Linked DNA regions of Mus musculus: region 1 is linked to region 2. The links are chromatin contacts, called in public HiChIP or PLAC-seq maps. All regions are on one chromosome and are shown on one strand. The core of a region is the stretch at or near the end of the contact, and the rest is flanking DNA. Distances in the headings are between cores, read along the strand shown.

What was found. HiChIP or PLAC-seq counts read pairs in DNA pulled down with a chosen protein or histone mark.
Region 1: an H3K27ac HiChIP or PLAC-seq map of embryonic stem cells shows a contact between it and region 2, with 10 read pairs. The contact joins the promoter of Epb41l2 here to the enhancer-like site in region 2. A contact is called at or near these places in 7 of 39 promoter capture datasets (the C10 cell line, the HPC-7 cell line, embryonic stem cells and 4 more), 27 of 484 Hi-C or Micro-C datasets (3T3-L1-derived adipocytes, the AML12 cell line, B cells and 20 more), 7 of 115 datasets of contacts at active chromatin or transcription factors (bone marrow-derived dendritic cells, bone marrow-derived macrophages, embryonic fibroblasts and 3 more) and 4 of 9 other capture datasets (adipose tissue, bone marrow-derived macrophages, liver and 1 more).

What each region holds. Positions count from the first base shown.
Region 1 is chr10:25,357,152-25,362,106 of GRCm38.p6, forward strand. Epb41l2 (erythrocyte membrane protein band 4.1 like 2) reads left to right here and starts at 2,647. Exons shown (of 20, transcript NM_001199265.1): 1 at 2,647-2,830.
Region 2 is chr10:25,312,533-25,316,814 of GRCm38.p6, forward strand. No RefSeq gene overlaps it. Among named protein-coding and RNA genes, the nearest start is that of Gm40617, 16 kb to the left of the region's middle. Within about 2 kb of position 1,774, at least 65 of the 459 cell types and tissues checked have an H3K27ac peak or open chromatin away from gene starts, as enhancers often do. A contact at or near this core is called in Sertoli cells, differentiating embryonic stem cells, embryonic stem cells and 3 more, where this site is marked.

The DNA.
Region 1 (4,955 bases), core at 1,397-3,896, 45 kb after region 2:
GTAAGAGCTTGATACCTTGTCTCAGCATCTCTTCCTGAACAACAACAACAACAACAACAACAAAGCATGTAGAAATGACTCACAGTGTGCAGCAGAGAATACTATATAAGAATCTTTTTTATAATAACATTATATTCTATTATTTATACATATGTTCATTTTACAAGTTTGCATTGGTATTTTAAAAATCATTCATCTGTATTTGAAACCCCAAGAAGAGTGTCAATTGTCCTATCATCTTTGGTCTTCTTCCTTTTGAGGCAGGCTTTCCCTCTGAACTTAGTCCTTTTGTGTTTTGGCCTAGGCTACTTGTCTGCAAGCTTCACTCATCCCTTAATGTTGACCCCAAAGTGCTAGGGTTATAAGCACCTGCAGTACTATACCTGGCTGCTACCTGGATGTTGGCTTCTGATTTCAGGTCCTCATCAAGCCACCTTTGGGACTATGTGGATCAAGGTTTTATGGGCCCCAAACTTACGTATTGAACTCAGGTTCAACACTGTGGTATGAACCTGCACTGTAGTCTTAGCTACATGTGGTAGGAATATCACTTGAGCCCAGGAACTCTAGGCAAGTGTGGTTGTCTTAGTCAGGGTTTCTATTCCTGCACAAGCATAATGACCAAGAAGCAAGTTGGGGAGGAAAGGGTTTATTCAGTTTACACTTCCATACTGCTGTTCATCACCAAGGAAGTCAAGACTGGAACTCAAGCAGGTCAGGAAGCAGGAGCTGATGCAGAGGCCATGGAGGGATGTTATTGGCTTGCTCAGCCTGCCTTCTTATAGAACCCAGGACTACCAGCCCAGGGATGACGCCACCCACAATAAGCCCTCCCCCTTGATCACTAATTGAAAAAATGCCTTACAGCTGGGTCTCATGGAGGCATTTCCTCGAGGGAGGCTCCTTTCTCTGTGGTAATTCCAGCTTGAGTCAAGTTGACACACCAAACCAGCCAGTACATGATCAACATGGTGAACATCTGTCTCAAACAAAAATGAAATATGTCTTATTCTTAGTATGGAATCCAAATTACAGATATTTAATTTCAATGTCTTGGAAAGTACTGGATCTTGAAGTTTGGTTTATGGGAGCTGCCTCTGTGGACCAGGTCTTAATTATTTCCCTGAAGGTCTTGGGTTGAAAGGCTTGGTCCCCAGTTAATGATACTGTGGGGAGGTGGGAACTTTTGCATGTGAGACCTAGTTGGAGGAGGTTAGGTCACTGGGTATATGTCAGTGGAAGGTATATTAGGACCTCAGTCTCTCAATTCTTGCTTCTCAGATTCCATGAGGTAGTTTGCTCAATGTGGTCCCTGCCGTGATACCTTGCCACCCATTCAAAGTAAAGGACTGGGTGACCAAGGACAGAAGCCTATGGCGCCATGAGGAAATCTCTTCAAAGTTATCTGTTTCAGGCATTTCCTCATAGCAACAGAAAAGCAACACCAATTATTCCAAGCCTTCTTTATGCTAGAAATGTATGTAATCAGGATTCCAGTATTCATTAAACAGCTTATCAAACTCTCCTTGTGTTCTTAGCGTCTGGGACTGAAGTCAACTAAGTCAACTCAAGTTCCTGACACACAACAAATGCTATTATAGCAATAATTTTATTATTTACAAGGATGATTCTAGCAAGTAATTTATTTCCCCAACTCTTTTCTTTTTGATGTAGGTACCCTTTTCATAGCGAGGAACCAGCTGATAAAACACCTGCATGTGTGCCATTACCTGGGAAGTATCCACACGCAAGGCATTGCTACTGATGGTTAATTTGATCTTGCTAATTTTACAATGTTTAGGAAGGAAATTGGCAGAGGTGAATCATTAAAGATTTTATTAGAGGTGGGAGGAAGCAAATGACTAGAAGAACACAGGGTGGGGTTGAAGATGCTGGAGGCAGTGGGCTGCCACTCTGACAGCTTGACATGCAATGCTCAGAAAAGATGAAATAAGTAGAAGAGATTGAGGTCTAATTGTACTAATGTGTAAAACTTACCACTATCTATCTATCTATCTATATCATTCATATATATAATATATACATATCACGTGTGTGTATTTTTTTATTTTAATTTTTTGTCACTGCCTTATCCCCATTATACTTTGCAAGCTAGGTTCTCAATTCTCTGCCGGGAGATATCCTGACTAGTAAGGCTGAGCATCAAAGCGCCTCTCCTCCACAGGGTTTACCCAATCTCTCCTGCCTCTCCCACAGGAAGAATAAATGGATTCTTTTCAAGCCTATCCTGTGAAAGCACTTCTTTCACTGCAGACTGAGGGGGGACCCGGCTTTCCTTATTCGGTTTCCTGGACCTGCTCTACCGTCTACCACGAAAAAGGCATCCAGTGAAGGTTTGGTTAGTGAAAGCACTCCGAAGAAAGAACTTTTCGAAGTTGAGAGGGCATTTAAGGCCAAGATACTCAGAAAGAACGCCTCGCACACGTGCACTGGCTGTCATTATCTCCAGGGTCGCTCCGAGGGCGAAACGCACCCCTGCGGCGGGGCACTGGGCCCGAGAGCCGCGCGAACCCCTCGGGAAGGCCCCCCTCCCACGCCAGCAGGCGCCGGGGGCGTGGCTTTGGCCGTGGGGCGTGGCCTGCCCGCGGGGGTTTCCGCGCCCGGGGCGTGCCGGGCGGGGGACGAGGGCGGGGCTTCCGCCAGGAGGGGGCGGGGCTTGCGCGGAGAGTTCTCTGACGGCCCCAGTCAGGGAATTTCAATTTGAAACCCAGAGGAGGGTGGAGGCGGCGGGTGCGGAGGGCCGGCGGCGTCCGAGGCTGGAACGGGACGCGTTCCCGGGGCGAGCAAGCTCGAGAGGGGCGGTGTCCGGGTAAGGAGGCGAGCGGGCTGCGGAGTGGCGGGCGGGGTCCTGACACGCTGCAGGCGGGAAGCGGACCCCGGCAGGAAGCCCGGACGGCCATCCCGGGCGGGGGAGGGGGCGGCCGCGGGCCCGTCTCTCTCCTTCCCGGGCGGGGACCGCGGCGGCGTCCCCGGGCTCTCGCGCCCCGGCCCTGCCGAGGCGTGCGGCTCCATCCTGGGTGCCGGGGGCTCGCCGCGCCCTCTCTCCCGAGGGTCGCCAGACGCGGGCCCGCGGCGCGCGTGGGCTCTGCGGGAGTCGGGGAGGGAGCGCGCCCCGCCAGCCACCCAGCCCCACGCGCGCCGCAGGTCGGGCCAACGCGGGCGACCCTCTGTCCCCGCCGCCCACTGTGCGGTCTGGAGCTGAGGACAGACACCCTCGCACGTTTTCTGCGGCGAGCCTTCCAGCTCGGACACCAGGCCATCCGCCCCCGATGGCTTCTTTTTCTCGGCGCTGGCAGCTGAGGGGTGGGAGCAGTTTAGGTGAGCTGCAGGTCAGGGGCTACGAGGAGGAAATAACCGAGTCGGTGGCGTTGAGGTTGGCATCTCGGGATCCCCCATCCTCAACCCCAGACGTCTGCGGTGGACGTTAGTCATTAAATGTCCCCAGACGCCAGCCTCAGGCGGGGCCAAGTTTTATTTATTTATTTGGGGTGAAGTTAGAAGAGCGCCCTCTTCCCCCGGTGTCTTATTTTGGGGAGTGGTCTCCGTGGAGCTTCCTTACAAAATGAGGAAGCCCTTCAGAAAATCTGTCACCTGAACAGCTGTCCCTGATTTTTAAGGTTCCTGGGAGAGTGGTAGGCACGGTGGCATCTAGGGGAGTTGTACTTACATTTCCTCCTTTGGGAATCAAGATTCTCTCTGTTTCTTGAACTTTGTTGCATGTGAAATGTGGGGTGTGCAGGGCAGTATGTTCTTGTTTCTGTGATTAGCTACAAAACAAAACAAAAACGGTCTCAGTTTTCTCCACTCATTTTTCTTCAGTCCTTCCTGTCTGTCTTTCTTCTTTTCTTTTCTTTTCTTCTCTCTCTCTCTCTCTCTCTCTCTCTCTTTCTTTCTTTCTTTCTTTCTTTCTTTCTTTCTTTCTTTCTTTCTTTCTTTCTTTCTTTCTGGGAGTTCATTATCTCTGTATTCTTCATTGCCTTATCACGCTGCATTAGCAACATTTTAGTCTACCCTGTCAGACATTCCCGTGGATTTGAGGAAAACTCGATCCGTTTCTTGGCTGTGGGAGATGAAGTTTAGAAGTTGCAGTGCTTGTACAGGTTTTCCTGTGCTATTCAGTTTGTTTGCAGGCTCCTGCTGTGAGAAATCTGGTTTGTCTTGCAGCCCCTGGTGGGCTGCCTTGCAATGTTATCCTGGATCTTGGTAGGCACCAGCAGCCCCCTCAGGTTGCTAGTTTGACATAACTTTGAGAGAGAGAAAGGCTATGTCACCTGTTAGGGCTAGGGCGATCATTTCAATAATTTGGTTTGAGAGCCACCATCAAACCTCAGAGGTCTTTGTACCCTTTGGAGAGCTGGAGGAGTTGAAGTAGTGGTGTGAAGTTTGCCCAGTTTAATCCTATTCTGTGTTCTCCACTTCTGAGGCAGAATTCCCATTGAAGTCAGCAGTGGTCTTGCTTGCAAACTGCCTATTGAGAACAAGAGGCTGCTCATTAACAGGAGAGGACGGTCCCCTCTCCTTTAAAACAATCCCCTGTAAGAAGGATCTAGTCCTAACAGTTCTTCACTCATTTACCTCTAGTAGAAGTAGGACACTGTGTGCAAGAAAAAAAAAAAGTGTGGCTGGATTGAGCCATCAGCTCTCTTGAAGTCTAATGAGAGGGAGACTGTTAAAAGGAATCCAAAGCTCAGCTGTTATTTAACGCCGTGCAATAGATTTTCAGTGATACGTTTCTGTGTAAGAAATGTAAGCTGCTGTGGGATGTTTTACGGTAACTGATTATGGATCTTTAAAATCCGAATTCTTAGGTCCAATTAGAAAGAAGCCCATTTGGAGCTTTCCAGGAACGGATGCCCACCCCCACCCCAAAATAACTGCAGACAGAAAAATAAGGGACCTCGGAAGTTTGCTATACCTGGAGACACGGCTTTAGG
Region 2 (4,282 bases), core at 524-3,023:
AACAAACTGAAACAGTCCCTTCAGCAAACATATTCACCTAAGATCCTCTGATCTTTCTTAATCTTTATCAGATGTAGCAGATTTTATGGACATCATTTGTATATATAAACAATACATATTATCCTTTACATCGGTTGTATTGAGCTCATTCCTGTAACCCCAACCTTTGGAAGGTTGAGGCAGGATGATTGCTGCAAGCTCAAGGCCAGTCTGGGCTACAGAGTGAGCTTCAGGTTACTCTGAACTACAGGGCAAGATTTTGTTCCATTCTGATGCAACAGAAAGACAAAAAGAAAGAGGGAGGGAGGGAGGAAGGAAGGAAAGGAAGGGAGGAAGGAAAACAAGTAACAAGTGGGAGGGAGTGGAGGGAAAGGAAAAGGGGGAAATAGGAAGGGAAAGGGAAGGAGAAAGAGGGAGGGGATGCTATTTCCCAAAATCTTCTCTGCCCTAGGTTTATCAATGTCCTAGTTCTTTACAGTCTCTCTCTCTCTCTCTCTCTCTCTCTCTCTCTCTGTTACACACACACCTGCTTGAGCCAGAGTGTGGCTTTGAACTCTTGAACCTGAAGACCAGCTTTACTTTACCATCTCTGCCTCAGTCAGATTTCTTCAATCACCAACAATGCTCATTTTTTCTTTCTGTCAGTCAAATGTTTACTGAGAGCTTCACAAAGCTTCTCCAGTTTAGAGGGTGTGGTAAGCTGTCCCTACTGACTCCAGGCGGCAGCGTAGTGAATCTGATAGCTCACGCATCTACAGTCAGATGCTCTGAAAAGATGCGGTGGGCTTCCCACACCACTAGTTTCCTGTGAAGTTAGCAATTCTTCATCTCAGAGTTGGAAACTTCCCAGTTCATCTCTACACACGCTTGTTGTTCTCCAAAACCTTCAGGATGCCACATAAACTCAGCACTTTTCTCTTCTTTAAGTGCCCTTGAGGACATCCAGCAACTATTGCTCCAGCGACTGGGCTGCTGTTCACTTGCAACGTCTCCTTTATTTGAAAAACCTCCGGTCCTTCCTTTACGTTAGTTTCTTATGCTGTCTTTTTCTGTTTAACCAAGGAGACAATTCCCCACTTTGAAACCCCTGTGTTATATTTTCACCTATCTTGGGATAACTAAAGTTCCATGTCACTGCATATTTAGGGCCTTGAGGATACCTGTCTGTTGAGCAGTTAATTTCATTTATAGTTTTGAAAGAGAGTTTCACTATGTAGCCATGGCTGGCCTGTTGATTTGGTTGGTTTTGTTTTCCCTAACAAACAGTCCATTTACTATGCATTTTCTCACTAAGACCTCGTCAAATCTATGTTAAAGCTTTTCAAAGTCAAGTGACAATTCTAGAAATGTCAAGATAAATTTTAAAACATCCTTCATCTTTTGTTGATGTTTAGAGACAAGGTGACTGTGTAGCCTTGTCTGTCCTGGAACTTGCTCTGTAGACCAGGCTGGCCAAATTAAAACATCTTAAAGTTGATGTCTTAGCAATTTCCTGACCGTGAGTGGCTTTTTTTTTTTTTTTTTTTTTTTTTGACAGTTTAGCCTTCTTTTATCTTCTCTATTGTTTTTGTCTTGAGACAGTGAATCGTGGAAGAGCCTTGAAGTCACTATAACCTTGTACTTCTGACCTTCCTGCCTCCAGTCCCCAAGTACTAGGATTACAAACATAATCTCCTGGGGAAATTTCTTAGAACAAAGGCATTCTATTATGGACATTCCCATCGCCTGTTGTCTTCTGACTCAGGCCAAAGGAATCCCACACCTGGTGCGGTTTAACAGCCCGCTGTTTCTGGAGCCACACCTGGGACTCCTCCTGGGAGAATTAGCCCTGGATTACTTTTATTGCTGCTTGAAGAAAGATCGGCTTTCAATTTAAGGAAGACTGGTTTCCAAAGAAGGGTTAGAGTCTCCAAGTAATTGTGCCTTCACGATGTGAGCGCGCTCGCCCCTTTCTCCTCCCTCCCAGCGCGGTCTCATTTTCCACCCCGGCTCTTCCAGGCTCACCCTGCGGCACGATATGCCACCACAGTATGCCGTCAGCATCAGCGGCTGTGCTGATGTGCCAGACCATTTGTTAAAGGTTCAAGGATTTTGAGAACTGGCTATTAACAATGAGTATTGCTAAAAATTCAATTGAATAAATGTACAACTGTTAGTAATTAAACCAATAGTGTCTTAAAACTTTTAGAACCTGAGCATAAGAGTCAGTCCTTGATATGATCCCAATATATCTTATCACACTGTTAGCACATTGCACGCATACATTTTACCTAGCAGCAGATATTAGATGTTCTAAGTCTAATTAACTGGGGTCCATGATTTAATTATGGGTGTTTTTGTTTGCGGTCTTTCGCTACTTAAAAACAGTGGTCGTATGAATATCATTGTGTATATATATCATTTTGCACCAAAATCTATACATTCACAGACATGGGGGAAAGAGAGTCAGTGTTTGTTACTTGGAGAGCTGGGTGTGGTAGCTCACACCTGTAATCCCAGCTCTCAGGATGCTGAGGAGAAGCCAGGGACTTAGCAACCAGGCTGGTCCACACAGGAAGATTCTGTCTCCCCAAACACACACACATACACAAAAACAACAACAACAACAAAAACTTTGTACTTGTCTCAGCAATGATTTAAATATAACAACGTCAAAAGAACCACTGATAAATTGGACTTTATCAAAATTTGTGTGTGTGTGTGTGTGTGTGTGTGTGTGTGCGTATGTCTGTGTAAGCACGCTTCCAAAGATACTATCAAGAAAATGAGGGCCTAAGTCAATGGTTCAATGGTTCTCAGCCTGTGGGTTGAGACCCCTTGGGAGATCAAACGGCCCTATCACAAGGTTCACCTAAGACCATCAGAAAACACAGATATAGACAGTATAATTCATAACAGTAGCAAAATTACAGTTATGAAGTAGCAACAAGATAATTTTATGGTTGGGGTGGGCACAACCTGAGGAACTGTGTTAAAGGGTCGGGCCTTAGGAAGGTGGAGAGCCCCTGAAGTAACTCATCAGTGAGGTGATGGCCCCACATCCTTGAACAATAGATTCAATCACTAAGAATGTAGAACGAGCAAAAGAAATGGAAAGACAAACCTACACAGCGGGAGTGGGAAAAACACTTTCATATCAAGTATCTGATAAGGGCTTGTATTTGCCACATATTTATTTCTTTGGTTTTTTGTCTTTGTTTTGTTTTGAGACAGAGTCTTGCAGTGTAGCCCCAGCAGGCCTTGACCTTGGGTCACTCCTCCTGGTTCAGCCTATCAAACGCTGGAAAGGCATGCACCACCAAACCAGACAGAGTAAAACTTTATAAATGATGTGTGTATTGTGTGCTGGCACATGAGTCCAGATCAGATCAGAGGACAACTTTTGGGGAGTTCGATGACTCTTTCCAGCTTGCTTTTGACTCAGGGTCTTTGCTTCCAGATGGCCCTCTGTCTCCACCTCCCATCTCATCATAGGAATCCTGGGAATACAAATGTATACCACCAAATCTGACTCTTTACCTGGGTCCTGGGGTTGAATTCAGGTTATCGGGTTTCTGTGATAAGTACTTCTATATGCCAAGCCTCTCCTCAGCCCCTAATATAAATGCTCATAATTCAGTTAGAAAAGGTCAATTTAATTAAAACAACAACGATAAAGGATTGGAAGAGATAGTTTACTGAACAAGATAGGCAAATGGACACTTAGCACGTGAAAAGATGTTCAAAACCACTCTCTTAGAGAAGTACAAATCAAAGGCACAGGCGCCATTTCTCCAGCACCAGAATGGTTTTGATTTAAAAAAAAAAAATTGGAGAGATATGCCTAAGCAAATTCCCCCAAAACAAAAAGTCAATATGCAGTTCCCTAGGCCTGGGAGAAGGGTGTGACTGTATATCACTGTGGGTTGCTTTTGGAAGGACAAATATGTCCTGTAGTTAGATTTTTGCAATAGCTACATAATCACATAGATGTATGAAAAATAGTAGAAGTGTATATGAGTTGCATAGGTGAGTTCATGGCATGGGAATTATATCTCAATAAACTTATAATTTCAAAAATATGAATATATAAAACATCACTTTGTGATTATTTTACAAGCATTTTATTTTTATCTGTACTCTCGGGGTTACATAGTCAGAGATGACTTACAAATAGCACCAGAATATAGCATCAAATTGTGTCTAATATTAAAACCACAGGATTGTTTGCTACAACTAATATCTTGTTTGTATCTTCATAACAGACAGCCAGATGGCCAGGACTGATAATGCGATGAGCTAA